2 separate regions of the Mus musculus genome follow, and region 2 is linked to region 1. The links are chromatin contacts, called in public Hi-C maps. All regions are on one chromosome and are shown on one strand. The core of a region is the stretch at or near the end of the contact, and the rest is flanking DNA. Distances in the headings are between cores, read along the strand shown. Region 1 holds the start of Ltb4r1 (leukotriene B4 receptor 1). Region 2 has its middle 21 kb from the start of Sdr39u1.

Evidence for each region. Hi-C and Micro-C count contacts between places; a contact is called where the count stands out from the background.
Region 2: a contact with region 1 is called in a Hi-C map of the G1E-ER4 cell line, with 2.2 times the contacts expected there. The contact joins the enhancer-like site here to the promoter of Ltb4r1 in region 1. A contact is called at or near these places in 17 of 39 promoter capture datasets (the 3T3-L1 cell line, 3T3-L1-derived adipocytes, the HPC-7 cell line and 11 more), 2 of 15 datasets of contacts at CTCF or cohesin (the NIH/3T3 cell line and embryonic stem cells), 75 of 484 Hi-C or Micro-C datasets (B cells, the C2C12 cell line, CD4 T cells and 41 more), 5 of 115 datasets of contacts at active chromatin or transcription factors (embryonic basal ganglia, embryonic stem cells, fibro-adipogenic progenitors and 1 more) and 5 of 9 other capture datasets (adipose tissue, embryonic stem cells, liver and 2 more).

The regions. Positions count from the first base shown.
Region 1 is chr14:55,763,594-55,770,350 of GRCm38.p6, forward strand. Ltb4r1 (leukotriene B4 receptor 1) reads left to right here and starts at 2,369. Exons shown (of 2, transcript NM_008519.2): 1 at 2,369-2,500; 2 at 3,640-4,899. The coding sequence starts at 3,649. The coding sequence ends at 4,704. It overlaps Adcy4 (adenylate cyclase 4), which reads right to left. Exons shown (of 26, transcript NM_001361604.1): 23 at 6,432-6,539; 24 at 6,199-6,313; 25 at 5,780-5,904; 26 at 5,465-5,694. The coding sequence ends at 5,548. It also overlaps a transcript of Ltb4r2 not described here.
Region 2 is chr14:55,918,331-55,925,087 of GRCm38.p6, forward strand. No RefSeq gene overlaps it. Among named protein-coding and RNA genes, the nearest start is that of Sdr39u1, 21 kb to the left of the region's middle. Within about 2 kb of position 4,356, at least 14 of the 459 cell types and tissues checked have an H3K27ac peak or open chromatin away from gene starts, as enhancers often do. A contact at or near this core is called in the G1E-ER4 cell line, the HPC-7 cell line and the N1E-115 cell line, where this site is marked.

The DNA.
Region 1 (6,757 bases), core at 1,119-3,618:
TGCAGGAACCTGGGACCCCAATACTTAACACTTCCCTCTGACCCTGGGCTCATCCTTGCATACCCCCTATAAACCACCAGGCCTACGAAGAAACCCAGGAGCCAGAGGTTGCTTTAAAAGGGGAAGTTTGAAGATTGTTTTTTTTTTTTTTCTTTTTTTCTCCTGAGACAGGGTTTCTCTGTGTAGTCCTGGCTGTCCTGGAACTCACTCTGTAGATCAGGCTGGCCTCGAACTCAGAAATCTGCCTCCCAAGTGCTGGAATTAAAGGTGTGCGCCACCACGTGTGGGGAATGGCAGGGGTATCTGGAAAACTGAAAGCCATGCACAGGAAGGCAGTGCCTTCCCTTTCTCCGTCTTTTCTTCCTGTTGTTGATGTTCCTCACCCTTCTCTATTACTTCTAGCCTCCATCTTTTGGAATCTCTTTATTATCAGATCTAAAACCTGAATGACCCCTTTGATTAGGGGGAAAGTAGAATGCAAGGTTTTTGGGTTTTGGTTGTTGTTGTTTTTTTTTTTTTGTTTTTTCCTTTAAGGAGCATCATGGCTGCACACACAACCAGTCCATCCTAGTTGGCTCAGACCATTCTTCCTAGCCCTCAGAATTCCTGTTCCCACATGCATCAGTCCCCAGCAAACTGAGACAGCTGACCTCCCAAGTGGCTACTCTGGGCTCTACTTCAATGGTATTTCTCACCCTTCAGGCAGAGGCCGACACACACACACACAAAAAGGAAACTCAGTCTCCAGGGTCATGCTACAAACACCAAAACCAGGGTTGACGTGACTTCTGAATCAGGGAGGAAGTGTGCTTAGCATGCCTAGGCTCTGGAGGAGGAGGGAAGATGGCTTCCCAAGGAAGATGGAGTGGGGAGAAAGTGCAAAGATAACCCACTGTCCGCTAGGAAGGGCCGTGGGTGACCCTGGAGCTCTGAACCCAAAGCTTTATTCTGAAACACAGAGTCCGTCCTGTCCTGGTGCTCTGGAGCAGAGGTTCCTGACCTTCCTCTGCTGTCTACTCTCCACCTTACACACCCCATGTGGTCAGAGAGATCCTTCCTCAACTCTGCCCTCTGTTTTTGCTGTGGTTTCAGCTCCCCTTTTCATCATATCCTCTGCTTGACAGTTACTGGGCCAATGCTGATCTGGCTTTTCTCAACTGACAGCAGGTGAGGGCACTGGGGGACAAAAGGGACATCAGTGATCACCATTATGCTGCTTTGCCTAAGAAGTGACAGAGTGAAAGACAAACAGAAAGGCCCGTGCAGACTGGAGGGCTGTGTTCTTGGTGCTACGGGACACTTCAAAGAGAGCCAGCATCCTTTCTTTTGTCGAGGGGAGTAGAAGGCTGTGGTGGCTTTACAAATTCTTAGATGCTCTTGTGGTAGGGCTGGAGGGAGGTAGGGCTGCTGGCCCTGAGCCATCCTGTCTCTTCTTCATTCTCAGTATCCCCTAGCTTAGCCCACATTCTCCCTGTCAGAGTTGAAACCAGACGGTACAAGGCTGTAGGGATACAGGAAAGAAGTGTGGATTCTTGCCTAGATCCCAGAAGGAAAGTCCACCAGGGCTGCTAAATGGCCTGGGTAAGGTAAGGGGAAGACATCCGTATTTTGTGTCATGAAGGAGATCAATTAGACTTTGATGTCTCTCATAAAGAATGGAGAATTGGTTAACCTGGAACGGGCAGTGCTGGATGTGGCTTGTCTCTTATAGCCACACCACAGTTGTGGTCTGACCTGCCTGAAGTCAAGATTAGGTTGTGGTTCTCTTCTTTCATTTTTTCACATTCTCATTGATATTCTTTCTCTTTGTAACCCTCCTCCTCCTCTCTCTCTCTCTCTCTCTCTCTCTCTCTCTCTCTCTCTCTCTCTCCTCTCTCCCATATAGCCTAGGGTGGCCTTGACCCCAATATGCTGTTTTTAATACCATGATACCCTAACTCACAACAATACACAGAACATAGGCGGTCAACCTAATCTAAAAGCGCATTAATCAAAAAACTACAGCATGTGCAGGTTGTTAATGTGAAGTACAAAGATAATATTTTTAAAATCAGCAGTCTCAATCTTAGCCTTCTCCCTTGCTTCCTTCTCCTACAATTCAATCCGTAACTTTGCTCACTCCTCCTGTCTAGACCTGCACTTTTAGACCACACCCCAAGCCAAGTCACTCCTGGCACCCCTCTTTCCTACTTCACTGCCCCTTTCTGGCTACTACTCACTTAGCCCCACCCAAAGAGTCTTCCTCTCTTTTGGACTGCGTTGGAACACAGACTGTCCCACCCCAACAGTGAAGGGAGGTGTGGGGGTTTTCAGCCTCACCCTCAGGAAGATGCTCCCCCGCCCCGCCTCCTTTGCTCTGCTCTGTGGTACTTCCTCTCTGGCTGACTTAGCTGACAGACCTAGAAGTGGGACCAGGACCCTGGCACTAAGACAGATTCAAGGATTGTATATCCAACAACTAGACAAGACATTACCTTCTGATCAGCATCAGGGAAACCCTGTAAGTATCCTAGGAATGATATGGTGTGTGTGTGTGTGTGTATTTGAATATGTTTATGTGTATGTGTGTGAGTATGTCAGTATGGTGTGTGTGTTTATGTATGCGTCAGTGTGTTGTGTGTGAGAGAGTCAGTATGGTGTCTGTGTGTGTGTGTGTGTGTGTGTGTGTGTGTGTGGTGTGTGTGTATGTGTGTGTGAGTGTGTTTATGTGTGTGTGTGAATGTATGTCAGTATGTTGTGTGTGTTTATGAATGTGAGTGTCAGTGTGTTATGGGTGAGTATGTATGTGAGTGTGTGTGTGTGTGTGAGTGTGTGTGTGTGTGTGTGAGTATGGTGTGTGTGTTTGAGTGTGTATGTGAATGTCAGTGTGTTGTGGGTGAGTGTGTGTGTGTGTCAGTATGGTGTGTGTGTCAATTATAACTTGAAGAGATGGTGAGACAGAATCCCCAAAGAAAGCCCGACCTCTGTAAAGGGATGGTTCTTGTCCATTAACTCTTCCCTGCCCTGCTCTTCCTGGTGCCCCATGGTCAGCTCTAGAGAGTGTGGGTAGGTGACTGGAGAAAGTGGACAGTGGCCTCTTGGGAGATAGAGGAGTTAGCCTTTCAAGGCGTGCACAGTGCTGAGGAAAGTCTCCCAGCCTGGTGCTGGGTTCCAGGCTCTCTTAAGGAAACGAGTGTGAAGGGTTTTGGAAATACTGCTGTTGCTGTACATTTTGCAACTGGGTCTGAAGCAAAGAAGGGGCCCCACAGCCTGGTTAGGAAATTAGTCTTTCTATTCAACCAGGCGCCTTTAAGACAATGAGGTTGGCAGGGCGTGGTGGTGCACGCCTTTAATCCCAGCACTTGGGAGGCAGAGGCAGGCAAATTTCTGAGTTCGAGGCCAGCCTGGTCTACAGAGTGAGTTCCAGGACAGCCAGGACTACACAGAGAAACCCTGTCTCAAAAAACCAAAAAAAAAAAAAAAAAAAAAAAAAAAAAAAAAAAGAGCAATGAGGTTGACAGTGATGGGGTGACATATTTTGAAGGTGCCTCTGAAACTTCTGATTTTGGAGACCAGAGTACTCCATGCTAGTTTGATGTGGCTGGGGGTCAAGAATCCTTTGGCTTTCCCCTCATGGGTGTGTCCACTTTCACTCTCTAGGTCCTTTTGATGGCTGCAAACACTACATCTCCTGCAGCACCTTCTTCTCCTGGTGGCATGTCCCTGTCTCTGTTGCCCATTGTTCTACTGTCTGTGGCCCTGGCTGTGGGGCTTCCTGGCAATAGCTTTGTAGTGTGGAGCATCCTGAAAAGGATGCAGAAACGCACGGTCACCGCCCTGCTGGTGCTGAACTTGGCCCTGGCCGACTTGGCTGTGTTGCTCACTGCTCCCTTTTTCCTCCACTTTCTGGCTCGAGGCACCTGGAGTTTTAGAGAGATGGGTTGCCGCCTGTGCCACTATGTCTGTGGAATAAGCATGTATGCCAGTGTCCTGCTTATAACCATCATGAGTCTGGACCGATCACTGGCAGTGGCCCGCCCCTTTATGTCCCAAAAGGTTCGTACTAAGGCCTTTGCCCGATGGGTGCTGGCAGGCATCTGGGTGGTGTCTTTTCTGCTGGCCATACCGGTCCTTGTGTACCGTACAGTAAAATGGAACAACAGGACTCTGATCTGCGCTCCGAACTATCCCAACAAAGAGCATAAAGTCTTCCATCTGCTCTTCGAAGCCATCACGGGCTTCCTGCTGCCCTTCCTAGCGGTGGTGGCCAGCTACTCTGACATCGGGCGCAGGCTGCAGGCTCGGCGCTTCCGCCGTAGTCGCCGCACCGGCCGCCTGGTGGTGCTCATTATCCTGGCCTTCGCCGCCTTCTGGCTGCCTTACCACCTGGTGAACCTGGTGGAAGCCGGCCGCACAGTGGCCGGCTGGGACAAGAACAGCCCTGCGGGGCAGCGTCTGAGGCTGGCCCGCTATGTGCTCATCGCGCTGGCCTTCCTGAGCAGCAGCGTGAACCCGGTGCTGTACGCGTGCGCGGGCGGCGGCCTGCTGCGTTCGGCGGGCGTGGGCTTCGTGGTCAAGCTACTGGAGGGCACTGGCTCGGAGGTGTCCAGCACCCGCCGCGGGGGCACTCTGGTCCAGACCCCGAAGGACACACCTGCCTGTCCTGAGCCTGGCCCCACCGACAGCTTCATGACTTCCTCCACCATTCCTGAGTCTTCGAAGTGAACTGCAGTAGGCTGGGTTATGACACAACTCATAACTCTGGCCTGACCCACTTCTGTACCTGGAGGAGAACATGTTGGGGACTGGGCTTAAGCGGAAGAGAGGGAGGGGTGGGGCAAGTCAGGGCAGAGAGACAGGATGCTCTGGCCTGGCTTCTGCAGGCAGCTTCACGATTAAAACTAAAGTCTGAAATCGGCTAAGCCTGTGAGTGAGGTGTGTATTGTGGGGATACTGAAAGGTTTATTGGTCTTAGAGAGGGACCACTCTGGTGGAGTCCCTCTCAACAGTTCCTTAGTTCCCTGTGATTGACAATTTTCGAAGGGACACATGGGCCGATATAGCCCTATGTTCCTAATTCTGAAATAGGTCACCTACATCCCGCTTAGAGAAGCACACTACTTACTCCTAAAGGAGTTTGTTATAAGAACTCGCTGTGTGAGATCATCACTCCAGAGTCATGACTCAGGGCCCTTCTGAGAAAACCAGCTCTTGTGAAATGTCTTTGCTGGCATTCCCGGTAAGTAGCCTTGATTGTTCAAACCTAACTTCCTGCCTTGTCTTCGAGGCAGTGGTCTTCATCCTCTCAGCAGAGTCCTGGGAGATGGTTTTTCTTCTCCCCATCTCCCAAGGAAGTCTTGCTGGGGACTCTGGTCATCAGATGCTATCATCTAGAATTCTGGGGCATCAGTATCTGCCATCTTTCAGAAGCAAACCCCAGTAAAACAAGATTCCCCCCAGAAAGAGAGGCCTAGGAAGACGGCTTGGGAGGAAACGGTGCTGCATCCGGAGGCTACAGATGCTCGGAGACATTTTATTGAGGATCTTCGAAGAGGGGAGCTCAGGTGCCTAGGATGCTGAGGGAGATCCGGTCCGCGTCAGGTCTGTGTTCAGGAAGTAGGTACAGAGTTCCCCTTTGCCTTTGACCTTGATGCTGCCTCTGCTATAGCACGTGTAACCCAGGGACTGCAGGGCCCGCGCTGTCTCCTCAGTCACCTGCAATTGGAAGAGGGGTGGGTAAGGGAGTGTAGAGGGGCCTTAGCCTTGTCCCCTCCCCTCATGCCTCCAACGTGATTCTCACTTGGATCTTGCCGAGAACGCCTGTGCTCTCCATTCGGCTGGCCACATTCACTGTGTTCCCCCAGATGTCGTACTGTGGCTTCTGCGCCCCAATCACCCCTGCTACTACTGGTCCGTGGTTCAACCCTGATAAGAAATGCAGGCTTTGGTGGGGGTGGGGAGCAAACTGAAGAAGAAGATTAGGGGAAATGGAAAGGGCAGGTGGTTTTTATAAGAGAGCGTCTTTGGGGTTGGAGGAGAGTGGATTAGGGAAGGGAAGGGTGGCTCTCTTTGCTCTTGAACTAACAGCTTTATGCTTCAGCCAAGGGAGTAAGTCTGAAGAGGGGGTGTCCAGGAATGAGTTGGCGAGCAGCTAATGAACGGCTGGGAGAGGGGAGAGGAGGTACCCTCGCCTTTGCCCCAGCAAAGGAGGTCCCTCACCCACACGCAGGCGGAAGTTATTGAACGAGTGCTTGTTGATGACTCCCAGCTTAGACCCCAGGGCCACTGCAAATTCCACCATGGTGCCCAGATGACTGCAGCTTCTCTCAGAATCCTGGTCATTAGGTCCACCCACCACGATGGGCCAATGGGGGCACAGAAAAAAGTCCAACTTATGAACAAGCCCACCAATAGAAGCCCATAATAAGGTTGATTGGAAAGGGCTACTGTACCTGCTGAGTATCCTGTCCAGAGGTGGCATTTAAGCCTGTGGCCGCCATGTAGGTACTGCCAATAGTTTTGATCTTCTCTACTCCACTGAACTTTGGCTTGGAGAGCAGCTGTAGAGAAAAGAGGCCATGTTTCCCGTCTCTATTGCTTGCACCATCCCTTAGCCTGCCGCAGGCCTTTGGAGGCTAAAGGACCAGGCTTGTAGGGCTGGAGATGATGGTGGGAAGGAGCAGTGGAGGGATAGAGCTCATGTATCGGAGGACAGGGAGGGTCAGAGATGTCGGGAGAGTAGGCTAGGCCTCGTGGCCAGGAGAGCGAAGTGAGGGGA
Region 2 (6,757 bases), core at 3,106-5,605, 160 kb after region 1:
ACAACTTTGATTACGTTTTGTTTATTTAGTGTGAATGCACTTATGCTCGCACAGTGTGCGCATGAATGTGTTTGTGTATGTGAGGAGGTCGAAGGCCAGCTTGTAGGGTGAGCCATCTCCTTCCACTCTGTGGGTCCCAGGGATTGAACTCAGGCTGTCAGACCTAGCTCAGGCGCTTTATTCACAGAACCACCTTGATGGCCCCATAGACTTTTCTATCATTTTGAGGTGAGAGCTTTCTTGGTTGCTCAGGGAACCAAGGGTTGATCCCTTCTGCCACAGCCTCCTGAGAAACTGGAATAACAGGTCTGTGCCATGGAGTCCAGTGTGAAAGATACCTCACTATTTTTCTGTGTGTTTACATGTGTACGTGTGGATGTTTGTACTTTTTCTTCTTTATCCAAAGTTCAAATTTAATAGGACATCTTGTTTTTCCTCCTTCCCTTTTAGGTCTTTCAACTACAGACCTTTTTTGTTGCTGTCTTGGACACATTTTTGTCATAATGGGCGATAAACAAGGACTTCTGCTGCCATCTAGTGGACAGATGCACACATGCTGTATAGACAGGATGTCTTTTGTGGCAGGAATTTATTAGTCCCTACCGTGCGAGGCAGAGAGCTGGCTTCGTGCTGTTTTGTGTGTGGAGAAGAAATCTGCCTGACCTGCCACTTCCTAAAAAGTGATGCAGGTATCTTCTTAGTGCATCGTCAGGGAGTTCTGCTTTGTTATTCACCAGCTCACGATCAGGAATTGGTTTTTGAGTCCACAAATGGGAGTCAGATTTAATTCATGGCATAGTTGTCCTTTCCCCTCCCCTGAACATCCGAGTGCTTATATGCCAGTGGGTCCCTTTCTGGACTCCATCTCGATTTTTTTTATTGCTTTAGATGATGCCTTTACAATACCACATTATTTAACCACAATACAAATAGTTAGATTCCTGGGCCTATTTTAGATTGGTCGTTCCCTCCTAACCCCCACCCCAGAAACAATCCCTGAGACAAAGATCTGAATACAAGTATTTTATCAGTGATGTGATTCCTAGAACTATTCCTGGAGCAGGGAAGAAATGAAACAGAAGGAAAGAAGAAAGAAAGCACAGTGCATGTTGGTGAGAAATTAACCTCTGCGGGCAACTGAGGGGTTACATTGGTTACCTGGGGACTGTGGGAGAAAGTGATGAAACTGGGCTCTTCATGCGCTAGTCTTCAACCATTATGATGAAGCTACTTCAGGGACATTTACTTTCCAATGTTGGTTGTCTGCTCTGGTCTGCTGTGTGCTGGTTGAGAATATTCCTGTAACCGAATAAAGGTGGAAAGGAGGGAGAAAGGGAGGGAAGTTAAGGGGAGAGAGGGAGAGAGAAAGAAGCAGAGAGACAGAAACAGTGACACATACACACAGACACACACAGACAGACACACACAGACACAGCACACACACACAGACACACACAGACACAGCACACACACAGACACACACACACACACACACACACACACACACACACACACACACAGAACAAAGGGAACAAGAAGGTCTTCTCAAGATGTCTGCTCTGGTGAGTATCGTTGGCAACCCTGGTAGGACAGCACTGGCCCCAGCTGCCCTCCTCCTGTGCAGGGGTCTGCCCCACTGATGCCCCATACCAAGTTCCTTTCAGTTGCCTTTTCACTTTTTAATGAAAAGCTTTTGAACGGATAAAGAAAACAAGGTGCATATGCGCAATGGAATTTACTTGGTGGTAATGAAAAATAAAGTACAAATTTTGTGGGAAAATTAGATGGGATTGGAAAACATTATGTTAAGTGAGGTGACCCAGCTATGGCAAGCTAATGGTTCATGTCTTGCATATGCAGATCCCGGCTTTGGGTTTTTATGTGTGTGCATTAACGTGGGAGCGAGTGTGTACATAGACCAGGGAACTAGAGCAGGGTCCATGAGAGGGGAGGGGTTTCCTGGTAGTAGGAAGGGAGTCGAAGATGTATGATATGAAAGAAGGAGGTGGAATGCTGGGGATGGGATTGTTTAGGTGGGGGCGGGGCAGACAGAGGAGGAAAGGATGGGGATGCTGCAGGGTGATGGCTGGGCCTGCTGGTAATGACTACATCTGGAGTTAACTAAAATCCGAGGTTGGGGCCGCCAGTGAGGGATTTTTTTTTTTCCCTAAAATCATTTGAAATGTGAAGACCCACTTTTAATCTAGATCTTCTGAGTTGGGGAAATCCACCTTTAATCTGGGCCACACCTTCGAGTGGCAGCCATAAAGGATGTGGGAGAAGGAAGATTCTGCTCTTTGCCTGCTAGCCCTCAGTCTCACTGGCAAGCCCATTTCTTCAGTGGCATCAGAGCCCACGTCTTTGAGATTCTAGTGTGTGCCCCAAACCAGCAGAGACATTCAGTCCTGCGTATTCACCAAGAACTGAGTTCTTGGACCTTACGTTGGTAGACAGCTCTTGTTGGACCACAGTCTGTAAGCCACTCTAATAAATCATACATCTATGTCTACACACACACACACACACACACACACACACACAAACACACACAAACACACACAAACACAAAAACACACTTATTTTATAAGTTCTGTTCTCTTCAGAACCCCAATAATACGTTTGGCTCAAACTAAGAGTACATGAAAAGCTGACACTTAGCAAGCTAATGAAAAGATAAAATTAGTAGCAGAGAGATGGCTCAGGGGTTAAGCACACTGGCCACTCTTGAAGAATTCCCTTTCCAGCACCAGTGTCAGGCAGCTCACAGCAACTTGTAACTCCAGCTCCTGGGGATCTCACCCTCTTCTGGACTCTGAAGGCACCCACCCACATGTACACACATCCCATCCGCCGACGTGAAACTAGATTGGAGATGCCACGCATAGGCGGGTAATGCTGTCCCCAGAAGCTACGGGTTCTGAGATGAAAACCACAGTGTCAGGGGCAGGCTACCTTCTAGGCCCCCCAAAACAATAAGACGATTGGCAGGGCTGTTGGCTGCCCAGCAGAGCTAGACGGTACGATTGTGGCTGCTGCTGGGAAGACTGAGGAGATGGGCAGGACTGAGAAGGGGACAGACTGTCTTCCCCAGGGAAGAGCACACCAGTTGGTTATCTATACCAAGTGGTCAGCTCTGAAAATACAGACAAGTAACATTATAGAGAGCAGGATGCATTTGTATATGTATAGCTGTAACTAACTATATAAGACCTGAACAGGATCAGGCCCTTGGACATCCTGTCATGGGCGAGGGACTCGCAAGGCCCCCTCTCTTTCTCAGGATCAGATACTTAATGGTCGCTGGAAGAAGAAGAGGTATTTAGGTTTTCTTCAACGGTAAGGCACTCATGTTCCTGGAAGCAACCCAAAGAAACCCATTGGGTCACACACACAAATATGTGCATTCACACACATGCATATGTGCATGCACAGACATGCATGTGATTATAATCTCAAAAATAAAACAACAACAACAACAAACCCTTGTAGGCCAAAATGTCCCTCTTCCCTTACAAAACTGGAAGATATCAGCAGGAATAGGAACAGAAGAGAGAGAGATGGGGGTAACTGTGATCAAAATTCATTATATATGCATATGAAAATGTCATGATGAAGCCCATTATTATGTATGATTAATGTGTTAATAAAAACATAAAAAGAACCTTATAAAATCCTTATTAGGATTCTCCAGAGAAGCAGAGCCAACGGGATAAATTATATCCTCTGTACATTATAGGTATGTATACATGTAAATGTAATACACAGATATATGAGAGAGATTTATTTTAAGGATCTGTCTTACACCTTTTGGGAGCTAAGTCCAAAATCTGTAGTGATGACAAGCAAACTGGTTGGATATTCAGGTGAGAGCGGATTCTGTAGTCATGAGTCTGAACCTCACAGGGCAGCAGATGGAAATTAAAGCAGGGCTTATTTTGTGTGTGTGTGTGTGTGTGTGTGTGTGTGTGTGTGTGTGTGTGTGTTTGTGTCTGTGTGTCTCTATGTGTGTCTGTGTGTGTGTGTCTCTATGTGTCTGTGTGTCTCTATGTGTCTGTGTGTGTCTCTGTATGTCTCTGTGTGTGTGTGTGTCTGAGTGTGTGCGTGCACGAGCCTGCGTAAGTAGAGACCAGAGATCAACACTGAGTGTCTTCCTCCTTGTTTTTTTGAGGCAGCCTTTCTCACTGATTCCAGCTCTTTCGCTGGCGGGTGAGTGCCAGGGACCTGCCTATCTGCAGCGGCCAGTTAGGTACCACCACACCCAGATTTTTATGTGTGTGCTGAGGATCTGAACTCAAGATGAGAGGCCAAACCTACTTAGGGGGGGAAAAAACACAGAAAAGACAGTTTAAAGAGCGGAAGCAGCAGACTTATGACCTGACAAAGATCCTGTTGACAGCCACGGCTGGACTGAATCAGAAGTCTGTAAGAGATGCCCGAAACAGATGGCTTCCAGAAAAAGAGATAAGGGGGCCCCTAAAGATAAAACGCCTCCACTTGAGAAAGAACCAATGTGCTTTTTATAAGAAAGAGGGTCACTGGGCTAGATAATGCCCCAAGAAGAAAAAGCCTATTCAAACCATCACCTTAAAAGATGCCCAGGGTAGCCCTAAAAATAGAGGGGAAACCCACCAGCTTCCTTGTTGATCATAGAGCCAAATATTCTGTCTTGCTAGAACCTAAAGATAAAGTCTGTCCAACAGTTTATGAGTCATCTCTTGGTGACAGCAGAAACCAACCAACCAAAAAAAAAAATGCCTAGATGAGAGCCAGGAGCCTCTGCCAACCACAGGCAACCTCCCTAAACCTGGGAGAAACATATTAAGAGAAAGTCAGAGGTGGTTCTCCAAGGCCAGAGAGGAATTTCTTTTTTTTTTAATATTTTATTTATTTATTTATTTATCTATCTATCTATCTATCTATCTATCTATCTATCTATCTATCTATTTATTTATTATATGTAAGTACACTATAGCTGTCTTCAGACACTCCAGAAGAGAGCATCAGATTTTGTTACAGATGGTTGTGAGCCACCATGTGGTTGCTGGGATTTGAATTCGAGACCTTTGGAAGAGCAGTTGGCGATCTTAACCACTGAGCCATCTCACCAGCCCCAGAGAGGAATTTCTACACCAGCTTTGGGATTGCCAGAAGTGACTAAACCTTTCGATCTCTTTGTGGATGAGAGATCTGAGACCCCGTTGCTAGATGCTACCCCACCCCTGTTTGCACATCATTACACTCATTGTCCTCCTGGTTAAGGATACTGACAAACTGTCACTGGGCCAAAGCCTGACCATCACCAATGCCAGAATGACTCATTACCTGTCTCTCCTCTTAAATCCCCCTAAGATAACCTTTCAGGCCCCAGCTGCCATAAGCCTAGCTACTCTGTCCCCTGCCTCAGACCTTGACAGGCTCCTACATGACTACTCAGACATTTTGGCCCACATCCATGGGGCCAAACCAGATTTTCAGGATAGCCCCTTGATGGATGCAGAGGTAACATGGTTCACCAGTGGTAACAGCTTCATTCTGGGCGGACAGAGATATGCTGGGACAGCAATGGTCTCAAACACCGAGATCATATGGGTAGAGCCACTTACTTGAAGCTAGAAGGTCATCCCAGAAAGCTGAACTGATAGCTCTAACCAAAGCATTGGAACTGAGAAAAGACAAAAGACGTGGAGAGCCAGTGTGACTCATGTCCATGGGGCTAGTTATAGAGACAGAGGCCTTCTGACAGCAGAAAGAAAGACTATCAAAAATAAAAAGGAAATCCTCTCCCTACTAAGGGTTCTTTGGGGTCCTAAAAGCTGGCCGTCATTCACTTCTCAGGATACCAGAGAGGGAAGGACCCAGTTTCAGAGGATAACAACAGATAAAGCAGCCCGACACACTGCCCAGAAATCAGACCTCTCCTGCTCCTGACTTCTCTGGATCTGGGGGATCCTATGCTCCCTGACCACCCTAAGCATACAAAAGAGGACATAATCTGGACTAGGAATTCTCCTATGTCCTAATGTTATGCAGATGGTGGAGAACAACAGATTATAACTCATTGTGGCAGGAAAATGAGACTACACATACTTCCGAAGATCCACCGCTCTCCCAACATGGGCATCTGGAAAACATGACATACCAATATCAAGAATTAGAGATGCCAACTCAAAGATAGCTGAGATGGTCAAGAACTATAAAGCCTACCAGTTAGCTAACATGGTGACTAATAGAAAGAACCCCGGTGATAGATTCAGAGACACAACGCCTAGAGCCTACTGAGAGATGTCACAGAGATAAAACCAGAAAAATGTAGATATAAATATTTACTGGTGTCTATAGAAACCTTTCCAGGTTGGACTGAGGCTTTCCCCGTCAAACATCAAACTACATCGATAGTGACAAAGAAACTCTTAAAGGACATACTGCCAAGGTATTCTCAGATGATAGGGTCAGACCAGGTAAGTCAGGGACCAGCCAGTATTCTAGAGATTGATTAAAAAACTGTATTGTACGTACAGACCCCAGAGCTCAGGACAGGTAAAAAAGATAAACAAGACTCCAAAAGAGACTTTAACTAAGTTGACCTAAGAGACTGACAATGACTGAATAACTCTTTTCTTTTCACTGTCTACTGGGTATGAAACTTCCCTCACCAGATGGGACTCACCCCTTTTGAAATCATGTTCGGGATACAGGGTTCCTCTGTGTAGTCCTGGCTGTCCTGGAACTCGCTCTGTAGAACAGGCTGTCCTCAAAC